Linked DNA regions of Arachis hypogaea: region 2 is linked to region 1. A link is a contact called in public Hi-C data. All regions are on one chromosome and are shown on one strand. The core of a region is the stretch at or near the end of the contact, and the rest is flanking DNA. Distances in the headings are between cores, read along the strand shown. Region 1 has its middle 7.9 kb from the start of LOC112759102. Region 2 overlaps LOC112755041.

The links. A called contact is a pair of places that touch in the nucleus more often than the background predicts.
Region 2: a Hi-C map of leaf shows a contact between it and region 1, with 2.0 times the contacts expected there. The contact joins two enhancer-like sites. A contact is called at or near these places in 2 of 8 Hi-C or Micro-C datasets (both in leaf).

Annotation. Positions count from the first base shown.
Region 1 is chr16:131,378,206-131,383,664 of arahy.Tifrunner.gnm2.J5K5, reverse strand. No RefSeq gene overlaps it. Among protein-coding and RNA genes, the nearest start is that of LOC112759102, 7.9 kb to the right of the region's middle. Within about 2 kb of position 3,389, at least 3 of the 3 cell types and tissues checked have open chromatin away from gene starts, as enhancers often do.
Region 2 is chr16:131,645,603-131,651,007 of arahy.Tifrunner.gnm2.J5K5, reverse strand. It overlaps LOC112755041, which reads left to right. Exons shown (of 7, transcript XM_025802922.3): 6 at 29-622; 7 at 3,033-3,265. The coding sequence ends at 3,086. Among protein-coding and RNA genes, the nearest start is that of LOC112755041, 9.9 kb to the left of the region's middle. Within about 2 kb of position 3,382, at least 1 of the 3 cell types and tissues checked has open chromatin away from gene starts, as enhancers often do.

The sequences.
Region 1 (5,459 bases), core at 2,140-4,639:
GATTTGTCAGCTATTCTAACTCTTAATGATTTCTTTAATTTTTTCCAATCAAGATTTATATTTGTACTAGCAAAGCATTGTATTGCTCCAGTATCTATGAAAGCATTTATAAACTTTTCTGTTATTTTTATAGTAATAAATGTGGCATTATTGCTCAGTCTCTGAATCTGTTTCTGAGACATATTCAAAAATATAGTCTAAGTTATCATCTGATTCTTCTAATGGTTCCATGAAACAAGACTTAGTAATTTCTATTTATTTGGTAAGGTTCTTTTTATCCTTCTTTTTTGGACATTCATTTGTATAGTGCGTGTCCTTCTTCCTGGCAATACCAACACTTACAATTTTCTTTTTTATTTGGGCAATAGTCATTTTTTTGTCTTTTATTTTTATTGTTATTTCTTTTTCTAAAATACCTCTTTTTTCTCCAGTTTGGATATTTTTTCTTTTTCTAAATTGATATTTTCTTTTTCTTTGAAAATTTTTATTAAGACCATATTTTTGAGGTATTTCTTTATTATCCTGACAGCAAATTCTAATTATATTTTCAAATCTTTTTTGAGTTGCTTCTTACATACAACGTTCTTTTATTTCCTTTCTTGTCTATGATCTATAATATTTTTTCCAAAAAATTCTTTATATAGAATCATCATTATATGTAATATCTTATCATAAACTGTTGTTTTTGTTGCTAATTCTTCTATTATTTGGTTTTCTATTGATGTCATATAATCTCTTACAGTTCCTTTAGTATGAAACCCTATATAATTCCAGATATCTCCTCCAGACAATTCACTAAGTTTTGGATTAGTAAAGGCTTCTAATAAGAAGGAATTCAACCAGTTCTCGAAAATTTCTTTTTCATTCTTTTTACAGTCTAAATCGAGCATTCTTTCTCCTTCCATTTCCTGGATTTTAGGAACGTATTTTGATGGTATTTTTGTGTACTTTGAATCTTTATTCATAAATTCCTTTTTAAAAGCATAATTTTCAAAACCTGTTTCCATTTAAATTGAGATTGATTATCCTTAGATGTTCCAGCTTCATTTTTTACTTGTATTGGAATTGCTGGTTCTTCATCACTTGAATAATTTAGGATGTGTTCTTCATTTTCTATATTTTCAGAATTTACTAATTCTTCTTCTATTTGAAATTCTTGTTCCATAATATTATTTTCTTGAGCCATTTTTAATTGTTTAAAAAGCATTGTAACTTCTTCTAATTTTTCTTCAATATTTATAATTTCAATGGTGGTTTTACTTTTAATTCTGTTATGTTGATTATATTTTGAAAATTTTCTTCTTTGGGATTCTCTTTTTCCTTATTTCTTTGAAATTTTATGGATACTAATATTTCTTCAAGCATATCTACTATAGAATTTAATTATGGGTTAAAAGTATGATAAAGATGTGGGGAATCATTTCCATGGTAACATTTTTTAGAAATTCCGTGTGAAATATAAGTTTTTTCAGGTTTTTGAAGCCCTTCAATAAAACTTATAGTAAAATAAAGATTTTGAGAAAAATCATTTTGTATTGATTTTAAGAATTCAGTGTCATTACAATTAACATTAGTTAAAATCATTAGTTTTTGATCTATTAATTTTGATAATTTAATTATTTCTTCTCTTAAATCTTCTAATTTACTTTTTTCCATTAGGTGACGCTTTTCTTATAAAAAGCTATGGTTTTAAGTGTTTTGTAATAAAAAGTGTGGCTTTATAATGTATGGTTTAAGTTTTATCATGTAGGTGTCTTTAAAAGAAAGTTGTTTTTGTGATCTTTATTTGAGTGGTGGCCAAAAACTAAACCGTTTAAAAAAGCGTTCTCTCTCATCTATAGAAAGTATACTTTGAAGCTACTAAATATGAGAATAGGCACTCACACCAGCAAAAGAATATTTTTACCATCACCATATTTTTAGGAATAATGAGACAAATATAAAAAATAGGTTTTTAATAGATTTTAATTACAATAAAAAAGTAACGTATAATCAGGGACGGATTTATATATTGTGTAGTGGGGCACAATTTAAAAATTTTTTAAGTAGTATATGATAATAATATTTATTTGCTCCCATTAAATTATTAAATTTAACTCCACAATAATTTTTTATTCAACTTTTAGTACTTAATAGTCAATTTAAAAATTTTATATTAGATGTTTATTAGAATAATCAATTCTCAATTTAAATAAGATTGATGTTCTTTCTTAGAAATAAACTCAAAAGATATTATTTATTTTTTTTAAATTAATTTTAATTTTTTTTTGTAGCAACTAGCAACTACATTAATTGAAAAAAAAATTTTCAACTATAGATATCAGTGAGAGTTGACTTTTAATTGTATGAGAAGTGAATTTCTAATAACTGTTTGGTAATATATATATATATATATATAAAAGAGGCATTTCGACTGTATTGTTAAAAAAATTATTCAGTTTTTTAAAAAATATGAAACCTAAAAAATAGAATTATAAAATATATATTATTATTTTAATATTTTATAATAATAAAATATAATTATAACAATAATTATGCTATATATACATAAAAAGTAACTATTTGTACAGAATACATATTGAAATACAAAATATATATATTGAAAATGAATTAAACAATAAATATATTTATACACAAATACATAATGGTTAATGAATAATTTTATAGCTGATTTTTATGCAATATAATATTTTATTATAAAAATTATTAGAGTTTATTTATCTTGTGTCCTAAAGGCACATATTATAAGATTACAAATTGAGAATATTTTTATTGAAAATACAAAAAATTTAAGTTTTTAATGTATTTATTTTACAGTTATCAAATGAAAAAATTTAAAATATTCTACTAATAATAAGTTTGTCATGTGTTTTTAAGACACATATTAGCTAAACTTAAATTATTATTATTATGTTATATATATTTTGTCTCCACTATCAAAATTTTCTGGATCCGTCACTGCATATAATATATTTTAATTATAAAATTAGTAATATATATATTTATATATATATATATATAATAGATAAAAGTGTGTATGGAAAAAAAATGCAAAAATACTATGGCTACATGCTAAAATTTTATATCTAATTTATATAATTAAAACTTAAAGTGGTTCAAGTGTTCAACTAGCTAGTAACTTACAGATTAAACAATAATCCTATTGTGTTGATCGAAAAATTTTTTTTTTTTGGTGTTATCTTGATGGAATTTTTTATTGGCTTGGTTTTGATAAGTATGCGGGAGCCTCACACACATACCCAAGAAAAAAAAATGACTTGGAGATGGGTCTTTTTTTATATATAATACTCAACTTGAAATGGGGAAGCTAGAAGCAAAAGCAAAAGCAAAATGCAGTGTCTATCCAAATTAAAATCAATAACAAAAACGTTGGTAGTGTGCTGTACATCGTAACACAAAAGAAGCCCAAGAGAGAGTGTGAACGGCCATATTCGATGCTTTAGATAGATGGCAAAGTATTTCATGAAACTCACAAAAAGTTTTATCAAATGAATCTGTTTAAAATATTTAAAATTTGTCCTATCTCACTTTTCTATATTTATAGATCGGAAATAAAATGCTTAACGATTTTTTATCAGCCTCTTCTTCATGGTTGAGGTTAAGCGAAAAAAAAAAAAATCTTTTTAACTCAGAAGAATATTATCCTTTGCACTAAGTCATTAAGATTAGTGTGTTCTCATTATTTAATAACGGAAATAAGAAGAGAAAGATAACAAAAAATTGTTAATGTTCATTAGGCTGCAACTCAGTTAAAACTTGAAACTTCTTCCTCAGAATTTCATTGGTGGTCTTTTGTTTCAGTTAGGAAGATTTTCTTGCCGGTGAGAATACTATGGCGACCAAAATGGGTCTTCGGACAGATTCAAGGTTCGAAAGATGATTTTAGTCATCATTATAAAACAAAATCAACAAAGGTTACTATAAAAGGATTGCTTTTTAGTTCAAAGTTATTACTACTGTGACATAATTATTGTGGATCTGATCAATAAATTAATATTCATAGCTGAGTAAACTTGAGCCTAATTTTTAAATTGTGAAAAATGTGGATAAAATAGAGTATGGTGAGAATTACAACCATTAAAAAGAAGGGTTAAAAGGGTGGTTAATAAATTTTTAAGAGTTTTGTTCCTAATTTATAAATATTTTAGTTAACTCAATTTGATAGAACTTTTTATAAGAGTTCCATGAAATACTTTGCCTAGATAGATATCACCTTTTGACCAGAAAAAGAAAAAAGATAATAATAAGAAATGGTAATTGTCCTTTTTGTTTTTGATACAAACTTTCTATATATATATACTCTAATCAACAAATCACAGCAAATTTTTTCCTAATATAGCAGCTTGATTTGTTATCCTAATTTATTCCTACCAAAAATATATATGACAGATTGCTATATACATAAATAACCAAATTTTTTAATTGACATTTCTATATATAACTTATGTTGACCGTTGTTACCCCCTCTCAAGTTGGCGCGTATAAATTTTGAATGCTCAACTTGACTAAGAGCTTCCCAAACTGTTTCGTCCCGAGAGCCTTGGTGAAAATATCAGCTAGTTGGAGATGAGTAGGAACATAAGAAGGTAATAGTCGATTGTGTATGATTTCATTCCGGACAAAATGACAGTCGACTTCGATGTATTTGGTACGTTCGTGGAAGACTGGATTTTTAGCAATGTGAAGCGCCGCTTGACTATCGCAGTGCAAGCGAATGGGAGCAGGCTGCGATACGTGCAGCGAGGATAGTATATCCTTTATCCATATTAATTCCCTGGTTGTCTTGGCCATTGAGCGGTACTCAGCTTCAGCAGAAGAGGCGGAGACCGTTTGTTGTTTCTGTGTTTTCCACGAGATAGGGGCGGTACCGAATTGAATGAACCACCCTGTAAGAGACCGGCGTGTTAGCGGACAGCCAGCCCAATCAGAATCACACCAGCCAAAGCGTTGCAAATCATTTTCTTTAGGTAGAAGTATGCCCTGCCCCGGATGTGCCTTTAGATACCAAACAACCCGTAAAGCGGCGTGCCAATGTTCAGTATGTGGGTTCTGTATAAACTGGGACAAAACATGAACATTATAGGCGAGGTCAGGTCTGGTGAAGCACAAATATATGAGTCTTCCAACGAAGCGGCGATACATGCTAGGATAAGAGAGAACAAGGCCAGCAGCGGATGCCAACCGGTGATTTTCCTCACACGGAGTAGCTGCGAGCTTAGCAGCCAGCAAACCTGCTTCAGTGATGATGTCCAAGGCGTATTTTCGCTGGCACAAAAAAATTTCCTTGGAAGATCGGGCAACTTCAACCCCCAAAAAATATTTCAGGCGCCCTAAGTCTTTCATGTGAAAGCACTTGTGCAAGTACTGTTTGAATTTGTTAATTGCATCACCATTATTTCCTGCAATCACAAGGTCATCAACATACACCAAAACAACCA
Region 2 (5,405 bases), core at 2,133-4,632, 270 kb before region 1:
TTCTGATGTTTGTGATTTCTCTGAGTAGACATTCTTGCGCCAGAAGGTTACCCTTGAGTCATCAAGCTCCACTTCCCCCCAGTTGAAACAAGGTTTAGCAGGTTTGGATAATAGAACGGTGCCACAAGAACAAAAGCATTGTGACATCTCATGCAATGGAGAAGTAAAGCACGATGATGCAGTTGATCTTGTAAATAAACTAAAATCTACAAACCAAAGCAACAGAAAGAGCTCTAGCTTGAAAGATTTAATAAAGAATGAGTATTCTTCCAAGCAAAAGCAAACACCAAACCAGATCATGTCGGAAATGATAGGCAAATGTGGGAAAAAAACTGAAAGTAAGGAATGGTGGGACAAAACATGTGACGAATCAGGGAAATCACTGAATTCCTGTGCAAAGGTCAATGAGAATTCTAATAGTGCCCGTCCATTACGTTATGCTCTTCACCTCCGTTTTATATGCCCATTTTCTAAAAGGACTAGTAAAACAGTTCCAAAAGGCAGATGTAATTCTATTCCAGAAAAAGCTGGATTGGATATGGAGGGGGAGCGGAGATTCTACTTATATAATGATGTCAGAGTTGTGTTCCCTCAACGTCATTCGGATGCTGATGAGGGCAAGGTATGTTCTAACTTTGGCTTTCACACACTGCATACCTTTCTGTGGCACATCATACTAGATCTGTCAAAAGCAATATGGCGGCTTCATATTGCATGGAAAATTATTAGATTACATTTTTAGGTTTGTAGTTATTCTTGCTTTTGGTTTGTCTTTCTCTTTTAGGGGTATTTATTCCATGACGAGGTAGTGGTATGTAGGAGTTCAATGCACATATGACATAAACTGAAACTGAAACTTTGAATTACACAAATAGTTGGCTTAGGAGTCACAAGTCATTCCGTTGCTAATCATGTGACTACTCAAGCTTTGAACGATGGATGTATGTGTCAAATTGTGAGTATTTGTGGGAACCGGTATTGATCAACTCCCTTGAGTGTGATAGTATTTGATCAAAATCTATATACAATCTTGCTGAGCCTTCAAGATAGAAAGTCCCTTATATTGTTTTAACTACCTCTCTTCAGTTCCAACTCGGCAAATTCAGTTACAAATATTCATCACCCCTCTATTCCTTATTGGTCTCGTCCATTTTTCCATTTGCTACTCACTGCACTATGATTGCTTGGGTTCCTAACAGTGCTTATTCTCCTGTTTCATACTATAGTTTCTTCATGTAGATTATCTCTATATCCATTTGTTTTCATCAGATGTTCTTCCTCAATTTCCCACTTCAAAATCCTTCTGATTTTTTTTTTCAATTAATTGGGCTGCCGCATCCATCAAATCAGATGGAGTACCAACGAGATAAAGTTTTATTTCTTCACATTTCCCTCTTCTCGCCATAACTCTAAACTGCCTATTCTCCTTCATTCCTTTTCCCTTTCCCTCTCATTTCTATTTATAACCCACTCATTCTCTGAGGCATATAACTACCTCAATAATAGTGTCCCACTAGTTATGTACAAGGATTTTCTGTAGCAATAATCCAATTTTGTCTTGACAATATATTCCTTTTCAATGTGTTTGCTTTTTATGTAAAACTAGTACCCGTAATAACATTACGGGAATATAAATATTTTAAAACTACATTAGTTCTAACATTATAGATTATAGTACAAAAAATTTATAGCATTAAACTACTTTTACAAAAAGGTCACCAGGGACACAAGTTTGTCAACTAAGAAGACTAGGGTCTTTGTAGATAAAAAAATTAAATAATAAATATTTTAGTTATTATTTTCATATGAAAGAGTTTAATTTTTTACTAATAATTAATTTTAACATTCGTTATCTAAAATTTGGAAGAATATAATTTAATGGGTATACTTTTATATTTGATTAGGCGTTAAGTCTGTTGCACAAATAGAAATAGTTAATTTTTATGCTTGTTATTTAAAAATAATATTATATATATTAGCATAAAAAGATTTATATTGATAGTTATAAAATTAACTCAAATTTATTTATTTTTTAAAATAATTAAATCTTGATTCTAACTTTTAGTCACAACATTAGTATTTTCTCTAAATTATATGTAATAAATATTTGAAAGAAAAGAAGTGAAAATATAGATTAGAAAGATAAGCAGTAAAAATTTAAAAGTAAATAAAAAAATGTGTATAATAATATTTTTTATTTCAATTATATTATATTGTTAATTTTAATTTTTGTAGAATAGAAAAGTAGAGAAAAATAGAGAATGAGAGAAAAGAGAAAGATAAAGGAGAAGAATGAGAGAGTGAGTTTGTTAATTTTGGAAGCTAAGGAAAAATTTTATTTTAATTATAATAAAAAAATATCTGGTGCCACATTTTGATTTGTCAAATTACTAATATAAAATATAAATTATAAATTATATATAGAGTGAGAAGGATAGAGAGAAATAGAAAAAAAAAAGAGACGTAGATAAGAGAGTGTAAGAAGGAGGTATTTTCTCTAAATTTTAATAAGAGAGTGTTATGTGACACATTTTAGTTATTAAATCAGTTAAGAATATATAAATATAATATATAATATAGCTATATTTCAATTTTAATTTAATTTGAATGCAATTAGAGAATGTCATGTACATTTTGATTGTCAAATTCGTAATTAGTCATTGATAATGATATATAAGAGAGATAGAGTTGGTAAAGGAATGAGAGAAATAGAGAAAGGGAGAGAGAGAGAGAGGAGGGGAAAACTCTTTAATTTTGGGGAGAAGATTTGATTTCAATTGTAATGAGAGAGTGACGTGTGATACATTTTGATTGTAAAATTAGTAATATATAATAGATATTGAACAAATTGTTACATGTAAGCTCTGGTTTCTCCCAGGTAGAATGAGTAAGGTAGCTGATCTATTGGCTAATGTTTGTCTGATGTGGTTGATTTGTGTTCTTATTCTATATGAGTCTAATAATATGTACTATAGGTGCATTTATTTTGGGTTTGCCCTTAGTCTAACAGTTTGTTGCGGTTCATTTGGCAGTTAAACGTGGAATACCATTTTCCTGAAGATCCAAGATATTTTGACATCAACTGAAAAATTATAGTTTACCCTCTCAAAAAGCTTGTTGCTTCTTGTTGACCCACTTGTATGTACATAGTTACATGTCTTTACATGAATCATGTCCTTTGAAAAAGGGGAAAATTGGCACTAACCCTCTTTTCTCTTGTAAATAATTGACCATTTCAATAATTCAATGGGTTAACCATTTTCAATTGCTGGCCTAATTTAAGGCAGTTTTTTCTTGGTCTTTTACGCAACACACACACACCCCTCACTATTACTATGGGTTCTATAACTTCCTGAGCTCACTCAGGATTCGAACCCTTGTGTAGCTCCTTGTGAGGCAGCAGATTCTGCCAATGGTTCCAAGCCTCGGCGCCTAATTTAAGGCAGTTGTGATGTGATGAGAAGTTGGTGGATGTTGAAAAATGCTTCATGGAACTTTGCTAACTCTGAATTATTTTATGGGCTGGAATCAAACATTAAAATGGGAATTGTAGTGACTCATTACCCACCAATAATCGATATAAGTGCATGAAAACTGTCCATGGATTGTGATGAGGTTAAACGTGTTTATATGTTAACCAAAAAAAAAAAAAATGTGTTCATATATAGTATGACATTTGGCTCAACTCATTCCATTATTAAGTAAAGCTACAGTTTGTTTTTGATAAGGCAACTGACCTGTTATTGTGTTAAATTTAGCTGCTGGGATTACATTAGTTGACTGTCTGAAGTGTTAGCTAATTGTGTTTTATTCTTTCATCAATCACCAAATAGGTTTGAAGCAATCTGTAGAGTTGCTTTATTATCACAAATACTTACTGGATATCTTGAATTCCAACTATCCAAGTAAATATTTTAGCTAAATGAGTTTACACGTAGCTTGTGGGGTTATGGTCAGAAGTCTAAGCCCAATCCTCACTAGAAAATAGAACCTTCCAAAAACCAGAAGTACTCCCTCAAGAATCAAGATTTGGGAGTTTCAGTGTTTTCATTGGACATAGTTGTTAATGATACTGCTGATTAATGATACATTTTCAAACTATTGCTTAACTATTTTGTATTGCCAAGATAAGCTTTCTTATTTTCAAATCTTTTTTAATAAGTTCAACGAGTATTTACTTAGTTGATGAGTAATTGTAACGAGTAGAAAGATAACAGAAATCGTCTGCTTCACTATGCCTAATGCCAGAATTTTGAAAAACAATGCTGAGCTTTCAGCATCAATTTGTAATTATTTCAGTGAAACTTGTACTGAGCCACCCCTGAGGAGTGCGAGTTTTTTAGTTGATGTTTTTCTCTTGTTCAAGTTGATGTTCTGTATTGTAAAAACCGTACAATTCCAAGTCTTGATGGGCTGCTACTACATTTTTGTTCGTTCACCACGTCTCTCTCTGATCTACTAACGAATTCCACTCATTTTTATTATTACTAATATATATCATGTATGAGATAATACATAAAAATATATGAAGTTTTTTATGTAAAAAATATTTTATAAAATTATAATTAAAATTAGAGTTCAATAATTTTTAATGTTAAAAACATTAAAAACAATTAGTATTTGCCTTTAACTAATTTGAATTAGTTGAGTAGTTATCTCATTCGTTTGTTTAAGTAAGTATTATGGATTTAAATATCACTTTGTGTGTGTAGCAATTCATTGAGTAGACCTTTAATAAATGAAACTTCAATCCGTGGTGAATTCTTGGCTTGCATAGTTAGAAAATACCGTAAAAAAAAATAGTATTTATCTTTAAAGTAGAACAATTTCTCATTGATAGCAATATTTATGGAAACTTATCTTTGTTAAAATTTATCTGAAACAGATTTATTTATTGGTATCATACTCATTCTTGAAATCAAAACAATGTGATTAATGTTATCTATTAAAATTTCACGTTTTATGACATGGTTTCTATGTTTTCAAACTTATAGACTTAAGCCATTATAAAAGCTATTAAATTGATTAATATTCCTTGGTAATATTATCGGAATATCATCATTGAGTATTAGTTTGTGTGAAGAAAAACCATAACAACTTTTGTTATTCAATAAATAATTTATTGTTTGAAAAATAAATTATTATCCCTTAATTAGTAAATATTTTTTTAAATTTTTTACACTATTTTATCTTGACAATAATTGCTGTTAAAGAAAAGCAAATGACCACATATTTAATAATATGATGTATAAAATAATTTTTATTTTAAAATTAATTCTAGTCAGTGAGATAAAATTTAAAATAACTTTTTATTTTCTTATTCAAATTTAAATAACAAAAAAAAAGTTTGGTACAAAATATTTAGCACTTAATGATCAATAATATATATTATATTATTATGTAAA